2 separate regions of the Mus musculus genome follow, and region 2 is linked to region 1. A link is a contact called in public promoter capture Hi-C data. All regions are on one chromosome and are shown on one strand. The core of a region is the stretch at or near the end of the contact, and the rest is flanking DNA. Distances in the headings are between cores, read along the strand shown.

Region 1 (6,635 bases), core at 2,364-4,863:
ACAGTACCTCAGTCTTCAGGTCGGGTTTCCTTTGCAGTCACAATCCTCCCGCCTCAGCCTCCAGAGGGCTGGGATTCTAGTCATACATAATCTTACTCAGCTCAGCCCAGCTCAGTTCTCTTTTTGCACATGTGTGTGTTTGCATGTATATGAATGCATGTTCACACGCGCACACCTGTGTGTGGAGGTCTGAAGTTGACACTGAAGAATGAAAAATTACTGGCCTCTTGTGAGAACATGAACTTTTTACCTCGGAGCCCACCCCCTCCCATCTAAAGGTTGTTCTCGGAACACTCCTAAACTTTTCACCCCAAAACTCCTCACCCTAAAGTTCGACCAAGAACATTTTTGAGATAAAGGCCTCCTGAAACAACCTCAAAATGAACCAGGTACTCCTTAGTTACGTAGAATCCTTTGGCAGAACCCCTTGTCCCTTGGCAGAACTCCCTAGTGATGTAAACTTGTACTTTCCCTGCCCAGTTCTCCCCCTTTGAGTTTTACTATATAAGCCTGTGAAAAATTTTGGCTGGTCGTCGAGACTCCTCTACCCTGTGCAAAGGTGTATGAGTTTCGACCCCAGAGCTCTGTGTGCTTTCATGTTGCTGCTTTATTTCGACCCCAGAGCTCTGGTCTGTGTGCTTTCATGTCGCTGCTTTATTAAATCTTGCCTTCTACATTTTATGTATGGTCTCAGTGTCTTCTTGGGTACGCGGCTGTCCCGGGACTTGAGTGTCTGAGTGAGGGTCTCCCCTCGAGGGTCTTTCAACACCAGGCACCCTCCTCAATGGCTCTCTGCCCTTTTTTTTTTTTTTTTTAATTGAGGCAGAATCCCAAATAAACTCAAGATCACCAATTCCAGCATGTCTGACTAGCTAACTAGGAGTCTTATCTCTGTCTCTCAGGTGATGGGATTACAGGTCAAAAATCTGTACTTATAACTACATAAAGTCCTCTAGTTCTTGGGCCAGATACTCTGAATAAGGCAGTAACCCAAAGTATGGGTTGGGGGAGGGGGAGGGCTAGAGTGTAGATTTTCTTCTTCCTTTATATCTTTGAGAGCAGAGTAACAGGTTCAGTGATATACCTGTAGTTCCAGCACTTAAGAGACTGAGGCAGAGGAGTTGCTACAAGTTTAAGGCCAGCTTATGCAGTCTAAACAGAGCCCACTGTTAGGAGCTAGCAGTTTCCACCAGGCAAGAAAAAAAAAATTCAAGAACACAAGAAGGGCCCATGACCCGTCCAGCAGGTCCAGTTTTTCGAGGGTCTTGAGGGGACCTTCTCCTAAGAACCAAATTGGGGGGGAGGGTAGAGAGAGACGAGGGTCTTGTGCGAATAATGACAAGGAAACCTTCTGAATTGCATCAAGACCCCACTGCATTGAGAAAGGCCCAAGGCTTAAATGCACAAGCAAAAGGGGAAGTACAGATACTTATCAGCAGGAGGGGTGGGGCAATACAAGCAAAAGGAGAAGTACTTATCAGTGGGGGGCTGGGGGCAATAGAATTTGCACATTTTTTAGGCAGTTACACAGGGAAGCAGGAACTTGGTGGTATCAGGGTTTGGTCGGGACATCTGTGATGACTTAGGGCTGGAACATTCTGTGGTTGTTCTCAGAATCGGTGTGTGGTGGCCCGCTTTTGACTCCCTTTTCTTCTCGGGGGAGAGGCCCAATTCAGAGATCAAGAGTTGTCTTAATAGCTCCCAACAGGCCCAGAACCTCAGTGATGAAAACTGGGGCCTGAGGGAGCTGACAGTAGTTGAGAATGTGACGCTACAGTGCATGCATATACACCTGTCCCAGGTTCTACGGATGCAGATGCATCCCAGATACAGCCAGGAACTGAGAGGGGAGTAGATGAACACAATAAGAAAGGGCAGGCTCAGCCTGGGGTCCAATAGGGACTGGGAATCCAGTAGTCCCTTAGCCCCCACACATGTCTGTGCTCTATAGAAGGGGCAGAAAGGCCAGGACTGTGCTGTGGGAAAGGGGAATGGTCAGTATTTTATGATCCACAGGGCACAGAGTCAAAGCCTGGGGAGGGGCTAGGGGCAGGGTTGGGCGTGGAAAATGTTTCTGCATGAATTTCAGTTCAAAATGAGAAGTTGACTTCTGCTCCTTTGAAGTAACTGAGTAGGGAAAGAGGAGGAGACAGACCAGCAAGAACCAGACACCAAAAAAAAAAAATAAATAAAAATAAAAATAAAAAAGAGAAAAAAAGTGAAAAAAAAGAACAAGAAAGAAAGAAAGAAAGAAAGAAAGAAAGAAAGAAAATAAAGAAAAAGAACCAGACACCAGGGCTGGTGAGATGGCTCAGTGGGTAAGAGCACCCGACTGCTCTTCCGAAGGTCAGGAGTTCAAATCCCAGCAACCACATGGTGGCTCACAACCATCCGTAACGAGATCTGGCGCCCTCTTCTGGAGTGTCTGAAGACAGCTTCAGTGTACTTACATATAATAAATAAATCTTTAAAAAAAAAAAAAAAAAAAAGAACCAGACACCAGCTAGGACAGGCAGGCTGCGGGAGGAAAGAGTGAGACACAGGTGTAGCTACCTACAACTGCTTGAATAGTCCAAATCCCCATTACCCAGGGAGACACAGAGAAGGGAGAAGCAAGGAAGGAAGGGGAGACTGAAGAAAGAAACAGCCCTTAGCCAGCCTGAGGGAAGACATAGCTGCCCCCTCAACACCAGAGGGCATGACTGAAGAGTGTGATGTGATGTGATATGATGTTCTCTCTCTCTCTCTCTCTCTCCCTCCCTCTCAGTTGTGGGCTCACACACTTGGGTGTGTGTAACAGTGAGGTTGTGTGTGGTAGCCTTTAGGGACAGGTGTTTATTTTGTTATTATTTTTTTTATTTTTAAAAATTATGTGTCTCTGTTTGTGCAAATGAGTGCAGTCCCCAAGTAAGCCCCAAGTGTCAGATCTGGCTCCAGAGTTCAAGCCAGTTGTGAGCTACCTGGCTGAGTTCTGGGAACTGAACTTGGGTCCTGTGTAAGATCTGGAAATGCCTTGAACATCGGGGCCATCTCTCCAGCTGTTATTTTTGAAGGGCTGAAGAACTAGAGTCCATGTCAGAAAGGCGAGGAACCACCAACTAAGGTTTTTGACATACAACTGCAACTTTGTCTCTTCACTTGATTTTTCTTCGCTTTTTGAAGCTCCTCAGATCTCTGACATAAAGAACACAAAAGCGCAGTTTTCTGGCTATTCCTAGCGAAGGTCAAAGGAGCAAACGAAGCTCTTTGGGCAGGAGAAAGAAGTTGGTGAGTTAAGGATGGCCACTAACGGAATCTACTAGAGAGGTTGGTAGATGGGGATAGGCAGAAGGCTGACAGAGTTGCACATGCTGCAGAAAGCTGTCCAGCTCCAGCACAAAGTGGAAGGGAGCTGGACACACCCTTCTCGGAGCAGGACTCAAAAATGAACCCAGCACTGTGGCCGACTCGGGTCACATGCTAGTGTCTCGGGCAGGAGGCGGGAGCTGCAGAGATCCAATACCGGCTATTCTCTCCAACGTGTTGAGTCAGCATCCGGGGCGGCATCCGGGGCGGAGCGCAATGCCCCTTATAAGGCTGGCTGTCCTGGGGCCTGTGTTTGCTTCCATCCCTGAGACACCTCTCTGACTATTCAGCACTTGATCCCCACTTCTCTCTGCACAGCAGCCAGTGAGTCCACGCCCTGAAGCTTCCCCGAACTACCAGCTTGCAGCTGTCGGGGCCAGGGCTCGCTCTGGACTGAGCTCTCTGCACCGGGCATTTTGCACCAGGAGCCTGGGACGGGGTGTGGGGAACAAATCAGAAAAGGGACCCGGGAGATGGAGCGGGAAAGTGCACCACACTGAACCCTAATCATTCCCCTTCTTCTACCTAACATTCTTCTCCTGTCCCCCAGTGCCGCCGTACACCATTGTCTACTTCCCAAGTCCAGGTAGGAGCTAATGACTGCAGGAAGGGGAGGTCTGGGGTAGGGGTTGCAGCCCACCATTCCTATCTGCCATGGAGAAATTGCAATTCATCATTAATCCTCCTGGTTGCAAGGCTCTACTTCCCTCACCATGGCCAGTCAGTCCTTGTACTCGAAATTGCTTTGAGGCTGGGCCTTTACACTATCCCCCAAATCCTTACCCTGACTCCATACAGGGCGGTGTGAGGCCATGCGCATGCTGCTGGCTGACCAGGGCCAGAGCTGGAAGGAGGAGGTGGTTACCATAGATACCTGGATGCAAGGCTTGCTCAAGCCCACTTGTGTGAGTGACACCCGTAGTGGAGGGGGCAGAGGTAGGGCCTTAGGAGGGCTGTGACTGGGAGGCAGCAGCATCACCAAGGTTCTTGTTCCTCCCTCCAGCTGTATGGGCAGCTCCCCAAGTTTGAGGATGGAGACCTCACCCTTTACCAATCTAATGCCATCTTGAGACACCTTGGCCGCTCTTTGGGTAAGTCCTGAACCCAGGTGGTCCAGCTGGTGGGCAGGGTGGTGGGGGGGGTATCAGTTATTGTTTCAGGGGGTATCTGCCCAGCTGGCCACTCCCTTTTTAGTTTTGAGTTGACAGAGCAAAACAGGGACACACAGAGATTATCCTTGTTCAGGCTGCATCTGTGGTCTGCCTGCCATGGCTTCCTGTTGCCTTTCATGAGCTCAGGTCTCACATGACTACCCATATCCCCTCCCCCAAGACTGCGACCTACCAACAGCCACATACCTGAGGAAATCAGGGATCAGTCATGCTGTCTCTCCCAACCCGCAGGGCTTTATGGGAAAAACCAGAGGGAGGCCGCCCAGGTGGATATGGTGAATGATGGGGTGGAGGACCTTCGCGGCAAATATGGCACCATGATCTACAGAAACTATGTGAGCCTGAATCTGGGGGGTAGGGTAGCCCAGGAAGTAGGTAGTGGTAGGCCATGTCCCTGGGGGGGGGGGTATATCTGGAATTCATTACAGGGCAGCAGGAGTCCAGTGCCCAGGGCACTGTGACAGTGGGAGGATGGTACATCTTTGGGTGTCTCCCTGGCAGGAGAATGGTAAGAATGACTACGTGAAGGCCCTGCCTGGGCATCTGAAGCCTTTTGAGACCCTGCTGTCCCAGAACCAGGGAGGCAAAGCTTTCATCGTGGGTGACCAGGTGAGCATCTCTTGCATTGCCTTTGCCTTGTGGATAAGGACAAGAGGGAGCCATATGTAAAGTGGAGCAGAGCTAAGGGGTGGAGGTGGGGGTGAGGGCCCTCAGCTCTCTGCCCCCCAGCCCCAGCCTCCTCCCAGCTGCTGAGACCCACACCTCCTGCCCCTGCAGATCTCCTTTGCCGATTACAACTTGCTGGACCTGCTGCTGATCCACCAAGTCCTGGCCCCTGGCTGCCTGGACAACTTCCCCCTGCTCTCTGCCTATGTGGCTCGCCTCAGTGCCCGGCCCAAGATCAAGGCCTTTCTGTCCTCCCCGGAACATGTGAACCGTCCCATCAATGGCAATGGCAAACAGTAGTGGACTGAAGAGACAAGAGCTTCTTGTCCCCGTTTTCCCAGCACTAATAAAGTTTGTAAGACAGAAGAGGTGTCTTTGGTGCCGTTTCCTGTTGAAAAGGGGGCTCTGGGACCCTCAGGCTGGAAAAGGGCAGAGGACAGGAAACTTGCACATAAGGGTGGGACCAGGACATCTTCCTGCTTAATATTTGCTGACCTTTGAAACAGGAAGGGGTTAAGAGCAGAAGAAGAAGAGAAATTAGGGCTGGAGAGATGGCTCAGCAATTAACAGCATTGACTGCTCTTCAGGAGGTTCTGAGTTAAAATCCCAACAACCACATGGTGGCTCACAACCATCCATAATGAGAACTTATGCCCTCTTCTGGTGTGTACTTACATATAATAAATAAATCTAAAAAACAAAACAAAACAGTGGGCATAGTGGTGCATGCCTTTAATCTCAGTACTTGGGAGGCAGAGGCAGGCGGATTTCTGAGTTCGAGGCCAGCCTGGTCTACAAAGTGAGTTCCAGGCCAGCCAAGGCTACACAGAGAAACCCTGCCTCTACCCCCACCCCCACCCCAACTCTCTCATACACACACACACATATATATATGAATGAGCTGGGCAGTGGTGGCGCACACATTTAATCCCAGCACTTGTGAGGCAGAGGCAGGTGGATTTCTGAGTTGGAGGCTAGCCTGATCTTCAGAGTGTAGGAGTGTACAGAGTTCCAGGACAGCCAGATCTATACAGAGAAACCTTGTCTTAAAAACCAGGGACAAAAAAGGAAAGAAAGGAAGGAAGGAAGGAAGAACGGAAGAAAGAAAGGAAGGAAGGAAGAAAGAAAAGTGAACCAACATGTAATGAAGGGGGCCCCATGTTGATTTGCCAGTCAGTCCCAGGAATACTCAACACCTGGCTGCAGGCCAGAGCTAATTCCCTGGCTTTGGATGGGCTAAGGAACTGTGACCCGAGGCTGGCCTGGTGGAGGGTCACAAACTGTACAGAGGGCCTCTGCTTACCTTGCTGGTGATACGTGAGTTTTGTTGCCCCCTACACATACAAGCCAAGGTGAGTTAACAAGAGTTCTCAGAGTAAGTAAGACACCGAGGAGAAGATAAAATCTTATCTAAACAGAAATCTAACTTTTAGTGGATTTTGTTTGCTTCTT
Region 2 (7,092 bases), core at 4,537-7,036, 2.2 Mb before region 1:
AATTCCAGGACAGCAAGGGCTACATAGAGAAACCCTGTCTCAAAAAAAAACAATAGTTTTTTTTTGTTTGTTTTTTGGGTTTTTTTGAGAAGAAATAATACAGTCTGGCTAAGCTGGACTGTGGGATGCTAAATCTGTCGTATCACATGGGTCGTGAAGGCAAGTTCATCAGGGTGACACCAAATTCTTCTTGCATGCTAGACCCTGGGACAAGGCTCAGTTTAATCCTGAAGGTGCTAGAAGGGTCAGTTGATATGACAAAGCACTCATACCAGCCTCTGACCTACACACTGCCTGTTCACTAAAACGTACAGCCTGGTCTTACCATGCGTGTTCTGTAGAAAGGGGATCCGAGTCCCGAAAGCACTCACTAAGAAACCTAGACTGTGTATTATTTCGCCTCCCCAGCTTCCACTGGCAAGTTAGGACACTGAGGAACCCCACTGTCGGTGGGTCTACAGGCATGGCTGGAGCCTCCTGCTTCTATCCACCCACTGTCCTGAGGCTCCTTCCGCCACACCTCGCTCCTGAAGTAAACATCTCTGAGAGTCACTGACTTACCACCCGAGTGGGGTGGGGTTGAGGGTCGGTGGAAGGCCATGTTGCTGTGAACAGAGGAGCCCAGGTCTACGCTGTACACGGAGAGCTCAGAGACAGCCGATGTCACACTGCTTGTGAGGCCGGCCATGGAGAAGAAGAGGTCTGGGGGGTGAGGTGAGGGGCAGTCAGAAACAGACAGGTTTGGCCCCTCAGCTTTTCCACTGACACAAATGCCCCTTCAATTGGAAAGGGCCTGGCACCCACCCGTGCTGTCCAAATTGAGGGGGTTGGTGATGGGGTACAGGCTGAGGGACTCAGCCACAGCACCCGCCTGCAGCTGCTGGTTCAGATCTTGCTCAATGAGCCACAAGTCCTCAGCACCCAGTGGACGGCTCTTGTTCAGCTTGTCGGCCAGGCCTGCAGGGTCTGTGGGGAAGACATTTCAGCACAGCCTGCCTGGCTGTCCCGAGACCGCCCGTCTGCTCCCCTGCGCCCAGCACCCAGCAGCCTCACCTGCAAGGTTGACGGCACTGAGCAGCCTCTGGAGCTGCTGGAGCTGACGCGGGGTCAAAAGCAGGTGCAGGGATCCCAGTTGTCCTGATACCTCCAACTGGGGACCAAGTGGACAGCCATGGAGCCTTTATATGCCACCCAGCCCAAATGGCAGCCTACCTGCCCGTACTCTGGGGACACTGGTTGTACTGCTAAACTTGCTACCAAGCAGTTGAATGGTCTTGGCCAACTTGATTTTTCAGAGTCTGTTTTTCCAGTTGCCAAAAAGATAGTAATCTCTACTGTAAGAACTGGAATTACTCTGGAGTTGAACTTAAGGCAACCTTCCACTAGGCTCCCAAATGCTGGGATTATAGGATGATCTGCCATACTGGCTCTCCCCACTGGGGCCTGGTGTCAATCAACACTTCTGGGAACAGATCCAACATGGGTCAAACACTCGCTTGCTTTCCTTTCTTCCTTCCTTTCTTTCTTTTTTAAAGATTTACTTATCTTATTGTTTTATTTCTTAGATTTATTTATTTAGTACACTGTAGCTGTCTTCAGACACACCAGAAGAGGGCATCAGATTCCATTATACAGGGTTGTAAGCCACCATGTGGTTGCTGGGAATTGAACTCAGGACCTCTGAAAGAACAGCCAGTGCTCTGAACCCCTGAGCTGTCTTTCCAGCCCTACGGATCAAGTTCCCCATGGCTGGGACTCACCTTGGGGCCTGGAAAGGCCTCGTTCTGCTTCAGCCTCACCATGAGCTCCACGTACCCCGTGCAGCTGCCGATTTGCAGAGGTGGCTGTGGTGGGTCTGCCTGGGAGGGCAGCTCCTCAAAGTATAGGCAGACCCCACTCAGCTGCAGCAGCTTGTGCAGGAAGGCAGGCGGCTGGTGCACGTCCACAGGTGGGGCCTGGCTGGGGTCCCGCACTGCTTCGTCACAGTACTCCAGTCTGCAGAGTGAAGGGCCCGGCCTTGTCCAGACAACCCCAGGCTAGAAGCCCCCTCTTTAGAGCTGTCCCAGCAACATGGAACTGAGGAACCTGGCTTCCGTCTTGGAGGCTCAACCAGCCTTTGGTTCTGAGTCTCAAAGTTTTTAAGATCTAAGTGATTTTATGTCTATACACAGTTCAGGCTCCCAACATAGCCCACTTCCCAAATCTCACCAATGCCCAACCCAAGTCAAGCCTGTCCCTTCCCAGGAGCCTGGCTAGGAGAGGGGGAAGAGGCAGTTGTCTCCTGCCATTCCCCTGTACTCCTTACCTCTGCACTCGGACCTCCACAGCCACACTTCGATCCTCATCACCCAGTGAATGCTCCACCCTCACAACAGTGTTCAGGAAGGTCACCTTGATCCTCCGGAGCACTGTGGAAGGAAGGAAGGAAGGAAGGAAGGAAGGAAGGCAGGCAGGCAGGGAGGGAGGGAGGGTGTCTAGAGTTAGGTGGGGCATTGGGAAGCAAGGCAAGTTCCTGCCAGCCTGGGTAGGAAGGTGGCCACCGTATTACTATCTGAGGTCCCTGTCCTGTAGACTGGAGGGCCCAAGAACAGCCTAGCAGTAGGGACCTGCTCACCAGTCTCAATGGTCTGTGCAAACATTTCCAGCCCCTCCAGGGGCTGTGGTGGTTCTGAGGGTTCTGGCAACCCTTCCCGAAGGCACTCTTGAGCCAGCTGCAAGCTTGTGGTCATGCATGAGGCCCAACTCTGAGAGTCCGCAGCCCCTGGTCCTGTGGAAAAGAACAAGGGAGTCAGGATAAAAGGGCCCCGACTCTCCTGGGCCCATCCCCAGCAACTGCCTCCCCTGTGGTCTTACCCTGCTCTCACCTGAACCCTGGCGGGGCTGCAGGGTAAGCTGAAGGCCTGACACACACACAGTGCAGTGGTCAGTGAGAAGTGCAGCCCAGGGGACAGCCACCTCGATGGAGCTCACAAAGCCTTCCACCAGTTCCAGTGGTGACTCCATTGACCTCAAAAACTCGTTCACAGACTGGGTAAGAGGCAAGGGAAATAAAAATCAGCTCACCAAGACTCTGAATATGGCTACCTGCCACAGTCTCACACAGCCACTGTCTTGGAGAGCACTCTTGGCATGGTCATCCTTCTTTCTGCTACTTACAAGGCCTTCCCTTAGGCCCTGACCTGTTTCTGTCTCACTAGACAGTGCTCAGCCCTTTGGGCCAGCTAAGAAGTTTCCTTCTTATGTTTGCTTCAAAACTCTATTTACTGCGGGGTGTGGTAGCCTGCATGCCTTTAGCCCCAGTGCTCAGGAAGCATAGGCAGGTGGACTGTCTGGAGATCTAGGCCAGCCTGGTATACAGTTGGTTAAGTGCTTGCCCAACATGCAGTAAGCCCTGGGTTCCATCTCCAGCAGAGTACAACTGGATGTGGTGAGGCTCACCGTGGTCCTGACACTAGGGAAGCAAAGGCCAGAAGATCAGGAGGTCAAAGCTGTATATGCTGAGCTAGAGGCCAACCTGGGCTACATGGTATACGAGATTCTGAGCACCTTCTATGTGGCAACCAGAGGCTGCAGGGATAGATAATGAGTGCCTTCGTCTCCCAGCCTGGCTAGGTTGTAGCCAGGGTCTCAGAATGCCAGGCTCTGACTCGGAGTCACTGAGCACTAGGCAAGGGTGAGCAGAACCTGCATATAACCCAGCAGCACCCCAAAGGTGAGCCAGAGTGAGGAGGAAGCAGCCAGGTGGAGGAAGTAGGATGCTGGCCCACCCCAGGCATGAGAAGAAGCAGAGAGACCTAGTCAAGAGCAGCAAGTAACACATCTTCATCCTAGACAGGCAGAGTTCAAGGTTAGGTCCAGGAGAGGGATTGATCCAAGGCCAAATGACCCCAGTCCTAGACCCACAGTAGAGCTATACAATCAAGACATAGGAAGGGGATGCTGTGCTGGGTTTGTATCCCTGTCGGCCTGGGAACGCCTGAGGCCATGAGTCACTAGTCTTCTCCCTAAGAACCCAGGTGCTCTGGGTAGTACTCGGTAAACACCCGCTGAGCCCACGGATAAACAAACAAGGCCAGAGCCAGAGGCAAGCAGAGGTTGAGTCAACCTTCCTCTTCTATTGATGGGGACACTGAGGCCTAGGCATTTGTCTTAGTCACTCCAGGTACCAGGAAAGCTGAGGCTGGGAAGGGCTCAACTTGGTCCTTGGACCATGTAGTTGCTTGGAATGCCTTCAAGGTAGGGTTGTAGGGTGAAGAGCAGAGAGGGGTGGGCTTAAGTGAGGTGCCTGGGCTGTCTGGGAGAGGCTAGAAAACAGCCAGGGCCCTGGACAGCCCCCCCTCCCAAAAAAAAAAGAAACAAGAGAGTGGACTGAGAAGGCATTCTGGCTGAAAGCAAAAAAAAAAAAAAAGGGAACACCCAGATGTTGGATATTTTTCTGAGCGGTTTAAGAGGCGAAGGTCAGACACCTCTTATACCAGGCCATTAGAAGATGCCACCATCTCTTCAACCCATATTTGTTCCCAAAGGCATGGCTCACCTCTAGCTCTTTCTAAGTGAAGCTGCAGACCCATAGGCCAGCTAGAAAAGAGAAAGAGGCCAGCCCTGCCACATGCCCATTCTACTGCTCTTGGAGCTAGGATGACCCCATACCAGCCCTTAGCTGGAGCCTCTAATTGGTGGCTCCTTGGCTACTCCCAGCCATCAGCTGTGAGTCAATGCCCCTCACCTGCCACCCCCAGCCTCCTGCTCAACTCCATACCCTAGGCCTCAGACCTCCTGAGCATCAGGCCCAGCTTCTCCTCCCATCCCCCACCCCAGCTAGCCTGAAGCTAAACCTCTACACCTCTCCTGGAGGGCTGCCCTCCAGGTAGAGATGCCAGAGACCAAGTCCTTCCCTAAACCCAAGCTAGGCCCCTCCCACTCTCCCAAAAGCAGGAAGTAGAGAGCAGCAACAGTCACACGAGGTGTGGATCAACACAGAAGGCAGTGACGCTGTTGTTGACATCCACATCCGGGGGCGATCTCCACCCCTTATGCCCAGGATCATGGGGTGAGGAGGTCAGGACACATCTTTCTACAGGTGCCCCTGGCAGGGCTCTTAACACCCCCAAAGCCTCCCTGACTACCCTAGTTCCAGCTCTTGTTACTGCCTGGCTCCCCACAACATCTCTCTGCTCCCCTAGCTCCCGGGAATCCCCTTCCCCAAGCAGCTCTCCCAAACTCCGTATGATGATGGTGACATTTTTTTTTTTAAAGTAACACCTCACTTCCTAGTCTGTCTCTCCTAGAGAGGTGAAGACAGAGACTTCTCTCCTAGCTTCTGGTTAAGTGGTGACGGGCCAGCCAGGGGGCCTGGCGGAGGCGGTCGAGACCCACTGGCCTCTCCAAACACGGTGCCTGTCCTCCAGCCCAAACCTTCCGCGAGGACCCTTCGCTGGCCCGTGCTCCCTCTCTCCACACCATCCCACCTCTGCCCTGCCTCCTCACCCAGGTTTCCAGGTGAATATCCCGCAGGGCAACGCTGCCCTTGTACAGATCCAGGCTGAGCTGGTCCAGGCTGAGGTGCTCCTGAAAGAAGTGACCCAAGTAGTGCTGTAGCAAGTAGCGGCAGACACGCTCTTTCACACAGTTCGACCATGGCCACAGCCATCGTGACATCTCGGGGACCGCCGGGCCCGAGCCGCTTCCGCTGGCCGACAGCCGGCGATCTCGGTCCGGCTGTGCTGTTCACTAGAGCCCCCGGTTCGCCCCGCCGCTTCTCTCAGCGCCAGGCCGCGCCCCCGGACGCCCAACCACGCCCCCACGCTCGCTGCCATTGGTCATTGCGAAGGGCGAGGCCCACTGATTGGCCGCGGGAGGCGGAGCCTTGAAGAGCGAAAAAGGGACTGGGCTCTTTGCGAGATGAAATGCTCCCAATCGTAGTTTACGCTTGCGCGTAAATTCTGAGTGGGAGGACCTTTAACCTCCTTGCTTCAAGCTGCGGAAAGGCTGCAACCGTAGGGCGACAGTCCGGGCCAGGAAGAGTGCGCATGTGCCGATTTGTCCAACTTTTTTTTTTTTTTTTTAGGTGATTGGGAAGAATTTAAAGGAACAGTGACTCACCCAATTTGTAGACAAGCTTATCAGAGGAGTAAAGTCAGTGCGAATTTTGCAGTCTATCTTTTGGCAACAAATGCACATTTGCACTTTTATAAAACTTTTTTTTTTTTTTTTTTGGAGACAAGCTTTTCTGTATTTGGCGGTTCTGAAACTCACACTGTAGTCCAGGCTGGCCTTGAACTCATAGGATCCTCCTGCCTCTGCCTCTCTATGATGGAATTTAAGGCGTGCATACATCATCACGCCCAGCCCTATGAAACTTGCTTTAGTCCTTTATCTTTTTTCATTTGCTTATTTGTTATTTTATCTATTTACATTTCTGTTTGTATGTTTTTCGAGACAGGGTTTCTCTGTGTATCCCTGGCTGTCCTAGAACTCACTCTGTAGACCAGGCTGGCCTCTAAAGCCTGCCTCTGCCTCCCAAGTGCTGGCGTTAAAGGCGTGCACCACCACTGCCAGGCATCTATTTACATTTCAAATGTTATTCCTCCCAGTTTGCCTCCACAAAACCCCTCTCCCCACTCCTCCTAGCCGCTTATCTTATCCATTATTGTTAACAACTCCCTAAAAAGGCACTATTTGTTTCCACTTTTTTTTTTCTTTCTTCTTCCTTGTTCTTTCCTTTTTTTGTTTTTTGTTTTTTCCGAGACAAAGTTTCTCTGTGTAGCCTGGCTGTCCTGGAACGCTCTGTAGACCAGGCTATCCTTGAAATCAGAGATGCATCTGCCTGTGCTTCTAAAATCTGGGATTGAAGGCACACACACACACACACCCATTTCTCTCTTTTTAAAAATTCTGTCAGGTCCCCAAGAAATTCCTTTTCCCAAATTCAGACATTTAGACAAAAGTGAGGATTCCCTCAGGGACATACACCAAGCCAGTCTTTGAATTCCAGGCTAGCCTAGTCTACAGAGGGAGTTCCAGAACAGCCAAGGTTACACAGAGAAACCCGGTCCTGCAGGGTGGGGTGGGGTGGAGTGGGGGATGATAGTT

Evidence for each region. Capture Hi-C pulls out chosen DNA fragments and counts their contacts.
Region 2: a contact with region 1 is called in a promoter capture Hi-C map of adipose tissue, with 2.5 times the contacts expected there. A contact is called at or near these places in 2 of 39 promoter capture datasets (liver and pre-B cells) and 1 of 9 other capture datasets (adipose tissue).

What each region holds. Positions count from the first base shown.
Region 1 is chr19:4,039,199-4,045,833 of GRCm38.p6, reverse strand. It overlaps Gstp2 (glutathione S-transferase, pi 2), which reads left to right and starts at 3,613. Exons shown (of 7, transcript NM_181796.2): 1 at 3,613-3,669; 2 at 3,896-3,931; 3 at 4,144-4,250; 4 at 4,349-4,436; 5 at 4,749-4,852; 6 at 5,019-5,126; 7 at 5,295-5,546. The coding sequence starts at 3,669. The coding sequence ends at 5,483.
Region 2 is chr19:6,240,362-6,247,453 of GRCm38.p6, reverse strand. Atg2a (autophagy related 2A) reads right to left here and starts at 5,786. Exons shown (of 40, transcript NM_194348.3): 1 at 5,488-5,786; 2 at 2,865-3,027; 3 at 2,615-2,767; 4 at 2,306-2,408; 5 at 1,761-1,995; 6 at 1,054-1,150; 7 at 805-966; 8 at 562-702. The coding sequence starts at 5,658.